Regions from separate parts of the Mus musculus genome. Here region 1 is linked to region 2. A link is a contact called in public promoter capture Hi-C data. All regions are on one chromosome and are shown on one strand. Each heading gives the region's core, a stretch centred on a gene start, on an enhancer-like site or on the middle of the called end of the contact. The rest is flanking DNA. Distances are from core to core; before and after follow the strand shown. Region 1 holds the start of Nqo1 (NAD(P)H dehydrogenase, quinone 1). Region 2 overlaps Cyb5b (cytochrome b5 type B).

Region 1 (5,773 bases), core at 520-3,019, 230 kb after region 2:
TTTCTGTTTTACTTTTTATTTTGTCAATCTTCTACTCTAATTTGTAAATTAAATTTAGCCTGGCCTGGACACACACCTGCACTGGGGCGCAGAGGCAGGAGGTTCAGGTGTTCAAGGTCAGCCTAGACCAAATCGAGTTTGAAGCTAGTCTGGCCATAATGAATGAGTGGATGAACGGATGGATGAATAAACAAACACTGAACTGAACCGAACACAAGTGTGGGAGTGTAAGATAAATATGATAATGCTTGTGCTCTGTGCTGTCTGCGGCTGCAGTGGAGGGGGCTTGGAACATTTATCCCTCATGCATAAATGGAGACCGAAGCAGACACAGCCTTACCAGCTGTTGAAAACCCTCCCTCGCTGGCTCTCCCAGCAACTCATCGCAGAGCTTAGAGAACACTGGGATGACCCTGTACAACGGCAGAAGCATCCTTCCCTCCCTCTGTGCTTTTAGCAAGGCGAGATCCTGAGTGCATTTGCAGAGTCTGAAATAGTTTTAAAGGGAAAGGAACTCCAAAAAGTTAAGTCCCGCCCCAACAGAGGAAACACCTAAACCTAATTGCTGCCCAGAACTCAGAGCCAGGCCCTGTTGGGAAGTACTTAGCCCTGGAGGCTACTTGGCCAAGAACGCAGTAGATGCCAGTCAAACACTAGACAATAATGTGGTGGTAACTGCCAAGGACTCTCCCCTGCCTTCCCCTGGGCTGATGGCAAAGTGAGGAGACTGTCACAAAAATGGACCAATTAACAAATCGGATTTCCTGCTCCAGGGTCACAGTAGAAACTTTCCAGAGCCAGGTAGACTGGAATTAGGCTCCGATTCTGTTACACTCCTTCTCAGCTACGCTCCCTGTACCCATCTCCACATCTTCCCGTTTTGTTTCACAAAGTGGTGATACCCCTTTTAAAAATCTGCGGTTTGGTTTGTTAGTTTGTTTGAGACAGTCTCTCTTCATTATGTAGCTCTGACTGTCCCGAAACTGGATCTATAGACCAGGCTACCTTGGAACTTAAAAGAAATTTGCCTGCCTTTGCCTCCAGGGTGCCACCAAGCCCAGCAGTGGTCCCTGTAAATTGCCTGCTTGCATTTCTAAATGTTAGCAACGTATTTCCAAATGGTTAAATACTATCTGGCCTAGGTTGGGGATGTGCACAGAGCTCAGGTGGTAGAGAGTTTGTCTAGTATGCAGGAAGTCCTGGTTTCAATTCAATTCCCAGAGCCGTAGAAATCAGGCGTGGTGATATGCACTTAGAATCCTGGCACTTAGGCAGTGGAGGCAATAAGACCCCAAGTTCAAGGCTATCCTTCACTATACAGCAGCTTTAAGGCCAACCTAGGACACATGTTACCCTTTTTCTAAATAGTCCAAACGCGGTACAGGGAGTGGCAGCTCTGTTAAGGAACGGTGTAGAAGGGGCAATGCTAGAGTTGCCCACGGGTGAACTTGGGCTGCAGAATAATCTGCATCGCTGGTTCTGAGAAGAAGTTCTCCTTCCAGAGACTAACCGAGGCTCATCCAGGTTCCTAACCACCTCACTTTTCCTCTTTGAGGCAAGGAACAAAACTCACAGCCAGCCCCTACATCCTCCTCAGAGTAAATCAGACTGGAGTTGGCGCCACACTCACCCGCCATGGCTCCAGATGTTGAGGGAGGATCGTAATACCGAACGCTGATTGGCTGAGCAGCTGGTTGCCAAGACGACCCTAAAGCTCTTCGGAGAGATCCTTAGGGCTGGCTACAGGCTAGGCTAGTAAGAGCTGAGCCTTGGGGTATGGGCTGAGCGAAGGCTTTATATCCTGCTTATGCCCGCCCAGCCCACTGTGCAGAGCAGCCAGCGAGGGCGGGGCTGGACTCCAGAACCCAGAGGCATCTTGGGAAGATACCAAGTTTTTGGCAGGGAGAAGCAGTTTGGGGCTGGACTAGGACTCCTGTATATGGAAGTCAAAAGGGTTCCCCGGGAGCAAGGGAGTGAGAGAGAATTTGAGGATATGGGGACATATTGAATAAATTCATCTGCTCCCTGTCCCAAGACCTCCTGGGTACAAAATGGAAATTTCCAACAGAATTTTTCGAGCTTCGTGGGACCTGCCTACATAATCAGCCTGTGTAGATTAGTCCTCACTCAGCCGTGGGAAGTCACCTTTGCACGCTAGGGGAAGGGTGGGGCAGCAAAACGGATGGGCTCAAATTTTGCCGACTCACTGTGACTCTAGACTGAAAGTTCAGAGAGACTTGTCCTCGTGTGAAATGAATTCGTGCTGCGTTCTGCTCTTAGAAACTGCAAAAACTGCTCCCTGGGTATACACACTTGGGTCTCCTCAACTTTGCCCCCGGTGACCAGGTAACGGGGAACTCATCTGTGCGACTCTCTAGGAAGCCAGAGCAAAGCTGGCAGGAGACAGCAGCCACAGGGAAGTGTTTCTCTGTGTAGCCCTGGCTGTCCTGGAACTCACTCTGTAGACCAGGCTGGCCTCGAACTCAGAAATCCACCTGCCTCTGCCTCCCAAGTGCTGGGATTAAAGGAGTGCGCCACCACGACTAGTACATGCTTTTAATCCCATCACTTGGGTGCCAGAAGCAGGCAGATCTCTGAGTTTAAGGCCAGACTGGTCCACATAGCTAGTGCTAGAACAACAGCCAGGGCTACATAGGTGAGACCCTGTCTCAAAAACAGAGAAAGAAAGAAAAAGGGTTGGAATAAAGACCCTACATGTATGTGTGTGCCTTGGTCAAGCTCCCAAAGTAGGGTAGACATTATAACAGATTGCCATCATTAAAAGAGCTCAACTTTCCTGTTATCTGATAAATTCTGACAGTGAGGGAAAGACACACGTGCAGTCTCCTGTGGTGACAGGCTAGTGACAGCCCTTGTGATGGATCTCAGTGGAGTCTCATTCCGGTTAGGGCAAAGCCGAAGTAACACAATGGGCTATAAGAGGGAAGAAAGAAATATCAGCTGCAGCAGGCAAAGAGACCAAGGACAATTTTTAAAGCAACGCACTTCCCAAACAAAGAAAAGGTGAGAACTTATTAGGGAGGCAGATTCTTGTTCCTATGGGGGAGGTACTTTGGGGAGGGTACATTCCTGCACATGCCCAGTTTGCACCACAAAGCTTTATCTGGAAATAAAAGGATACCCTGAAGGTTTCTTAACACAGGGACCCTTGACCCTTGAAGGCTTGGCCTTGCTTAACTACTACAGTTGAAGATACGTGAGACCTCATTTCAAAAATCAAAAATAGGAGCTGGGGATATAGCTTCATCAGGAAAGGCTATCTGCTTTCTCACTGGATGCTGTGTGACCAGGCAGCTTCGTCTGCGATGTCAGACTCTCCTCTCAAACAACGTGCTAAAGTAGTTTCCACAGGCTGCTTCTGTCTCAGCATCAGACAAATACCAAACACACCACACTACAATGTTCAACATTGGGTTTTCTGGTGTTTCCTTACAGTTTGTGCCTGAGGGTCATCTCTCAGCTGTAAAGAAATACCAACATAAAAACCACAGTTTATTCCGGAGCCATTTTGAGTGGCCACGGCCTGGGAACACCAATATAGGGTACCCCAAATTTTATGTTCCAATGTGGGTGCAGCCTCACAAGATTTTTACAATTTACAGAACAAAGTAATAAGTTAAGGCGACTTTAAAGTACGTTGGTGGGAACCCTGGAGAGGTGGGTACACTGGAGAGGTGGGTACATCGAGATGGGGGGGTGGGGTTTATGGTCCAAGATGCTATCTGATGACACTCTCAGCTCTTGGATTGGCAGAAGTGACACTGCCATAGTCACTGGAAACAGAAGAGTCACAGAGTCAGCTCGCCTGTTTGACACAGTTCCAGCCAAGCTGAGCCGAACGAATGCGGCAATCGCTGTCCTTCTGTCTGTCTCTCGCTTTTAGGTTTTGGTCTCTGTGTGTTTTGTTTTGGGAGCTTTCTGCATTATGAGTCATTTTTAAGTCTTTTTCCAAGGAAAAGTATGTCTGAGTCTTTTTAGGAAAAGCCTAAAATGAGCTTTATCTGGCCACTGTTTGGATGTCTCCCTCATGGCCTGGAGATCATTAAGCTCAGATAAACACGTAACTAGATGAAGCCATTACTCCAGGAATCTTCTTGGGGTGTCTACCCCTGAATAAACTCAAACAGTCTGATTAGTGCAGGGTAAACAGAGACAACCGACAAACTCTGACTGGCCAGGAGAAAAGGGGACAGATTCAAGGCCTTCTTTTACAATATGCTTAGAGATTACTGAAAATGTAAGATAGCGAGTCATACAGGGCATACCCCTGGAGGAATAGCACTCGGAAAATAAGGGAGATTGACTACACGTTCTCTACTGTATAGCACAGATGAGGAAACATGTAATAAGTTAGGTATTAATGTTTGCTATTCATAGAAAGACCAGTTCAGATATCTTCTGTTTGTCTGAAGTGCTTTCAGACTGCAAACACTGCCACCCTAAAAGCAGGCTGCCATATAATGTGTTTGCTTTGGAGGAGACAGTCTTTAAGATTCTTGACATTGCAGTTATAGAGCTAACAATAAAAATAAAATCTGTGCATTTGTATTTTCTAATTGTGTCTGAACTTGTAACGAAAAGTCAGACACACAATCTGTACTTCTTGCATAATCATTAGACTGTCTTTGTTCTGTGAAACCTGTATAAATAACAAGTACCTCGTTGCCAGTCAGAGCTGCAAGACTACCCTGACCATTGATTGACTCCCTCCCCTCAGCAACTCCTCCCCTCCTCTTCTGAGGGCCCTGCCCTGTAGGCCAACAGGCACAGAGGCTAATATTCTGCTAAGTTATATCTTCTGTGAGTTTTTTATTTATTATCACAAGGTGTTAGCTCCAGAAAGCTAAAACTAGATAATTAGCCTCTGAACGTATGAAATCTCAGTTTCTCCACAGTACTGGAATTCCAATTGGTCCATCAGTCTGCAGACAGGTTTCTTCCAGGAGTTTTTTGTTTTTTGTTTTGTTTTCTGTTCCTAGCCAGATAGCTTCCTTTCAGGAATTGTTTTTTCTTGAGTTGGGGTTTCTCTGTGTAGCCCTGGCTGTCCTGGAACCAGATATGTAGACTAGGCTGGTCTTGAACTCACAGAGACATGCCTACCTCTTTCTCTCTAGCCCCAATCTGCTTTCTTATAGAATCTAGCCCAGGGATGGCACCTCCCACAATGGTCTGGGTCCAACCCCATCAATCACTAATTCAGGAAATGCCCTACAGTTGGATCATACAGAGGAGCAGTTCTCAGTTGCGGGTCCCTCTTCAGATGACTCTAGCTTGTGTCAAGTTGACATAAGACTAGCCAGGACATCGGAGACATGGACTGACACTGTACTGTCTTTACGTTTCTGTCATGTTTCTGTTTGTGGTCATTACATGGCTATAGAATTCCCATGGTCTGGTATGAAACAGACCTTCGTTCCAGGGCTCTGTATGTGGTGGTCATTGCTTGTGGGCTAAATGGTGTGCTCAGGGCCCCTCCCCCACACTGAGGGAAAAAGCAGAGCCAGGAGCTGTGATGTTGTTCATGTTGTCACTATTAGAAATAAAAAGTCGGGTAGTTGAATCCCAGGAGTCCTCCTCCTCCTGGTGGAAGCTCTAACAGCCTCGTTAGTCACTGCTATTACGCGTGTCCAGATGTGGTCCAGCTCTTCAGCACAAGAAGTCCCCAAAGTCACTAGTGTTTCCCTGAGCAGTGGTGATGGACCTAGCACACTGCTCACAGCCATTCTCAGGTCTGTCTGGGGACTTGGGTATC
Region 2 (5,431 bases), core at 117-2,616:
AGGGAGTCAGATCTTGTTACAGATGGTTGTGAGCCACCATGTGGTTGCTGGGATTTGAACTCCGGACCTTCGGGAGAACAGTAGGGTGCTCTTACCCACTGAGCCATCTCACCAGCCCCAGAATTCTATTTTTAAGGAATTTGGACTTTACACCTGTCAGGAAAAAAGGAAAAGCTAAATCTTAGACAGAAGGAATCATTTTAACATTTCTGTTGTGAGCCCAGCCTTGAATGGCTGAGACAGCTCTTCAGCCCAGTAGGAAACACCTTATTAATGCTCTGCGAGCTTTCTTTATTGAGACTCCAAAGTGTGTTTACTGTGGCTTTGAAAGAAATTAGTTTATGGGTTCAGTTTGGGAAGACCTCTTATTTTTACTTAAAACATGTGATGGATACTGTGATAAATTTTTTTTCTACAAGATATCTTCTTTATAATATAAAGGTCTTTCTTAGCCAGGCGGTGGTGGCGCACGCCTTTAATCCTAGCACTTGGGAGGCAGAGGCAGGCGAATTTCTGAGTTCGAGGCCAGCCTGGTCTACAGAGTGAGTTCCAGGACAGCCAGGGCTACACAGAGAAACCCTGTCTCGAAAAACCAAAAAAAGAAAAGAAAAGAAAAGAAAAAAAAGGTCTTTCTTTCTTTCTGTCCTCATTTCCTCAGAAATTTAAACTCCTCTGTGCTCAGATTGTCCACACCTTCCCAGTTCTCTCACCGGCTCAGCTAGAACAGCAAGTGTAGCACTTGGGTGTTGGAAACCCCCGGTGTGCTTTGCCTCACTTACGGACCAAGAGGAAAGCGTGGAAGTCTTTTCTACTTCCTATAAGCAGGCAGTGGCACCTCCCATGTTCTCGGCTGCTTCCCTTGACTTCTGTCATTTAGAGGTTGTTCCGTGCCCTTTAGTAAAGGGATAGCAGTCTGGGTGTCTCCTAGCTCATCCTGGACACAATAGTCTCCCCCTCTTCCTTCTAGATTCTCATTCTTCATTGAGCCAGGAAATAATGAGCGGGTTTGACACAGCAATTCAGATTGGCCTGGGCACAAGAATTCTTTCAATTCAAGAGGCTGCTTGCTTGGCAGCGTGTGCCTTCTGTTGCCCTGAAATCCAGGGTGTGTATATAATTAACTCTTCTATACTGCTCGCTCGCTCTGTTAAGTTACTAAGGAGATGGAATGACTCTTTAAACGTTTGTGACCACTGACGGTTGGTTTTCCCTCTCCCTCCTCTTACCTCACTCAGTCTTGAATCCTCTTGTGACATTAAGGTAAAATTTGAGCTAATATGATCTTAATTGAACATTTCTAGAGAACGCCACCCTGAGTCCAAGCTTTCACAGGCGACCTTGAACCTAGTGGCCCTCACCAGTTTCCCAAGGCGATCATGAACGCACTCATATGTTAAAGCAAGAGAAAGACACTGGTCAGTTACGGTCTCTAGAACTCTATCAGTTGTTTCTTGTTGGTTTTCTTATTGTTGATACAGGAGGCACAACGTTTGTGCGGAATCCACTGCAGTGTTTCAGAAATTCTGTTCCTTGCACCAGTGTTCTTTTCCTGGGCTTGCACTAATTCTGTTTAGAATCTCTGGAGTCGAGCTAGCTTTGCAGTTTGTTTGTTTTTTTTTTTAGATAATTTATTTAATTTTATTTTCTGTACATTGGTGTGAACGGGAGCTACAGACAGTTGAGGGCTGCCATGAAGGTGCAGAGAAAGGAACCCTGGTCCTCTGGAAGAGTAGCCAGTGCTCTTAACCAGTGAGCCACTTGTTCAGCCTCCTGGGTTTGCACTTTAAAGAGCACAGGTGATAGGAAGGAAGGCAGGCAGCACACCCTGTGCTGACCGACGTGCCTGTCTGCCTGCCACTGCAGATAAAACCCGGGGACACTGAATTTGCTCCTGTGCAAGCATTGCTGCCTTCTGTAAGCCAAGCAATTAGAGACTGATCAGCTGAAATAAAATGATTGGCCCTGGATTTTCCCCCCCTGCAAGAAGTATAGAAAAGCCTCCTCGGAGCACCAAGTAGCATGGTGACTTAGATGTGGAAATGTAGTATAGCCCCATCCAGGTTAGGGAGGGACGGAGAGCTGTGCTTTCAAGCCTGTTTTTCTCCAGTTACTTGTTCCCCAGGGACCCGTCTCCATTAGGATCCTTCTGGCTGTTGTTTGTTTCCAGCAGGTCGTCTCTTACCCTCCAGGCACATTAGGCAAAGGCAGCCTTTTGGAAAAATTTCAAGGCTACCTACCAGGTCTTCATAGAATTATATTCCAAACTGATTTCTTTTCCAGGAAGAAAGTCTTGATCCCTCAGCTTTATCTCCGTGCTTGATGTTAGCAAAAGGCTGAGAAGTGATCCGGCTTCTCACAGAGGATGAGGCAGACACTTCCTATCCTAGGATGCAGAGATGGCTTTCCTTCCCGAATGGGAGGGAAGCTCATTTATTAATTAGTTTCCTTTCTGTGGTTCAGGGTTTCTGAATCTGTAAAAATATGATTTCTGAAGCACAGCCTTCATTTTTGTGGGATAGAGTTCTCATCTTCTCCTTCCCTTCCCTTCTCTGCACCACTTCTCCCCCTCAGGCAGCCTCTGCCTTCTTCCCAGAGAAAGTCAGTGTTCCAGACCTGGGTCTGCTGTGTCTGCTGAGGATGACCTCGAACTTCAGCCCTCCTGCCTTCCCTTCTGGAGCTCTGGGTTATAGGCATAGGCCACCGTGCCCAGTCTTCATTTCCCTCTTCTTTTAGAAACAGCTTTTCATGTTCCAGCTAATAAGTGGTAATGGTCACCATTGTTTCACAGTAGACTGATAATATCCCAGTTGATGGCAGCACATAGTACAATATAAAATTTTTGAAGATTTTTAATTTGTCGATCTGACAAGTTTATTTTTCTCTGTAGCTTTGGCTGGCTTAGAACTAAGATCAGCCAGCCTCTGCCTCCCAAGTGCTGAGGTAGAAGGTGTGCCATGACACCTGCTTTAGTCGGTAATAACTAATTAGAATTAAAAATAATTCTACTCTTTGGGATATGCTGATGCCATATGGTCAGACTGTTGTCTTCAAAAATAAAAAAATAATAAAAAGAGACTTGGTAGGTGGGGTAAGAGAGTCAGTACTTGAAGACCACCTTAGCTATACCATGGTCTACATGAGAACCTGCTTCAGAAAAATAAAAAACAGTTCTTTGCTGTACCTGTCTTAACTACCTAACTTCCTGGAGTTTGCAATGGTCAATAGTAACTGCCGCTGATCAAGACTTCTCTCTGGTAATGTGATTTTCCAGACAGCTATGGTCTTTGGGAATTAAGCATAAAATGTCCTGGCCAGTCTCTCTTGAAAAACAAAATGCTGTTCTCTGAGCAGTGTCAGGCATTAATGTCTCACCAAGTTCTAGAAACAAAGTGAGCGTGAGAAGCCGGGCAGTGCTCTCCCACACTTCCCAGCTGGAATTGCTCGCTCACATGTTTCGGTCCAAATAGGGATGCTCACCTCGGGAGGGAGGGCTTTTCCTCGAGACACAATCTCATGCAGCCAGGCTGGCCTCAAGCTCACCACTTCATGAATGCTGACCTTTTGGTTCTCCTTTCACCACCTCCGAAGCTCTGGGGTCACTTGTGTGGGCAGCCATACCTGGTTAATGTGGTGATCAAACCCAGGCCTTCATATGTGCTAGGCAGCCATCCTACCAACTGAACTACACCCCCAGGCTTTTTCCCCAGTGATGTATTATATGTATTATCACAGGGGGTTCTTTTTGTTCTTATTTTGATACAGTTTCTCAATATGAATCTGATAGTTGTTCTTAAGAGAATTTAGAAAATCACATTAGGGAGTTTTTCTTGTTTTGTATTTTTTTCTCTCATCAGGAAAACATTTTTATATACAACTACACTAACTATAGGGTCATATACTTTATGAGGCAGTAATTATTGAACTGTATTTTCATCTGGAAAAATTATTTGGAACCAGAAAGATGGTTCAGCAGTTAAGAGTGTGTGCTGTTCTTTCAGAGGACTGAAGTTTGATTTCCAGCACCCATATGTGGCTCCCAGGGACCCACACCCTCTTTCAGCTTCCCAGGGCTCTGTACTCACACATACATACATATACATACATACTCATACATACATATACATACATACTCATACATACATACTCATAATACATATACATACATACTCATACATACATATACATACATACATACTCATACATACATATGCATACATATACATACACACTCATATAGACATAGCGTACTCAAAATCAACAGTAAAACATGAAGTTTTTATTGAAAAAAATTGCAGTAACTGATATATTTTAGTATGCTGGAATTTCATGAGAAGCCTGTTCCAAGGATTATATACTACATGATATTATGTAACTGGATTTATAAAATGTTTACATCTTAAGTCTTCTGTCTTCTAACTTTTTAAGTAATATGCACCTAATAAAATTCATACAGTGGTACCTTGTGATATAAGGGCCATGATATGATGGGGGAAAGAAAATCCTTTCCATAAGTATTTTATTTTATTTATTTATTTTTTGTTTTTCGAGACAGGGTTTCTCTGTATAGCCCTGGTTGTCCTGGAATTCACTCTGTAGACCAGGCTGGCCTCAAACTCAGAAATCTGCCTGCCTCTGCTTCCCAAATGCTGGGATTAAAGGCGTGTGCCACCATGCCTGGCTCCATAAGTATTTTAAATCAGAAGTTACCAACTTGTTTTTCTTAAGATAGTGGCCACAGAACACCATCGAGTAAAACGCTGAGGAAACCATACTGTTGGATTTGTTGAAGATGTCTTTTTTTTTTTAAAGATGTATTTATTTTTATTATATGTAAGTATACTGTAGCTGTTGTCAAACACTCCAGAAGAGGGAGTCAGATTTCATTACGGATGGTTGTGAGCCACCATGTGGTTGCTGGGATTTGAACTCAGGACCTTTGGGAGAGCAGTCGGGTGCTCTTACCAACTGAACCATCTCACCAGCCCTGTTGAATGTCTTAAGGCTTAAATTTTAAATATTTAGAATCCTCTTGGAATAGCAAATGCCCAGCTTAGGAATTGAATGCAAGCTCCTTCTATATTTTGTTTATCAGTTATTTATGCTTTTGAAAGCCTAATTATAATCTCTAATTAGCCAAAGACCCTGTGTCTACTGTCATACCTTATAATCATAAATCTGACTTTCTCTTTCCTACCTTTGTGCTCTGGTGATGAAGTGCACCTCCCTTAAGTGTGTGCTCTCTTTCACATTTTCTTATAAACAGAAGTTCATCGTGCAGTCCTCCCTCACTGACCCCAGCAGCCCTGCCTATGACTGCCAGACTAACGTTTCTTTCTTATTATTTTTAGATTAAGTCAGTATTCAGTGTACAGTGCTTCTAGAGGAAATGTCTGGGAAAATAGTCTCTTGTGGAGCTAGTGAAAGAGAAAGA

What was found. Promoter capture Hi-C pulls out the DNA fragments that hold promoters and counts their contacts.
Region 1: a contact with region 2 is called in a promoter capture Hi-C map of neural stem cells. The contact joins the promoter of Nqo1 here to the enhancer-like site in region 2. A contact is called at or near these places in 2 of 39 promoter capture datasets (liver and neural stem cells), 2 of 484 Hi-C or Micro-C datasets (extraembryonic endoderm stem cells and nephron progenitors), 2 of 115 datasets of contacts at active chromatin or transcription factors (both in embryonic stem cells) and 3 of 9 other capture datasets (adipose tissue, liver and pancreatic islet).

What each region holds. Positions count from the first base shown.
Region 1 is chr8:107,401,436-107,407,208 of GRCm38.p6, forward strand. Nqo1 (NAD(P)H dehydrogenase, quinone 1) reads right to left here and starts at 1,770. Exons shown (of 6, transcript NM_008706.5): 1 at 1,631-1,770. The coding sequence starts at 1,637.
Region 2 is chr8:107,171,330-107,176,760 of GRCm38.p6, forward strand. The region is part of intron 3 of Cyb5b (cytochrome b5 type B); the gene reads left to right. Among named protein-coding and RNA genes, the nearest start is that of Cyb5b, 23 kb to the left of the region's middle. Within about 2 kb of position 1,367, at least 21 of the 459 cell types and tissues checked have an H3K27ac peak or open chromatin away from gene starts, as enhancers often do. A contact at or near this core is called in neural stem cells, where this site is marked.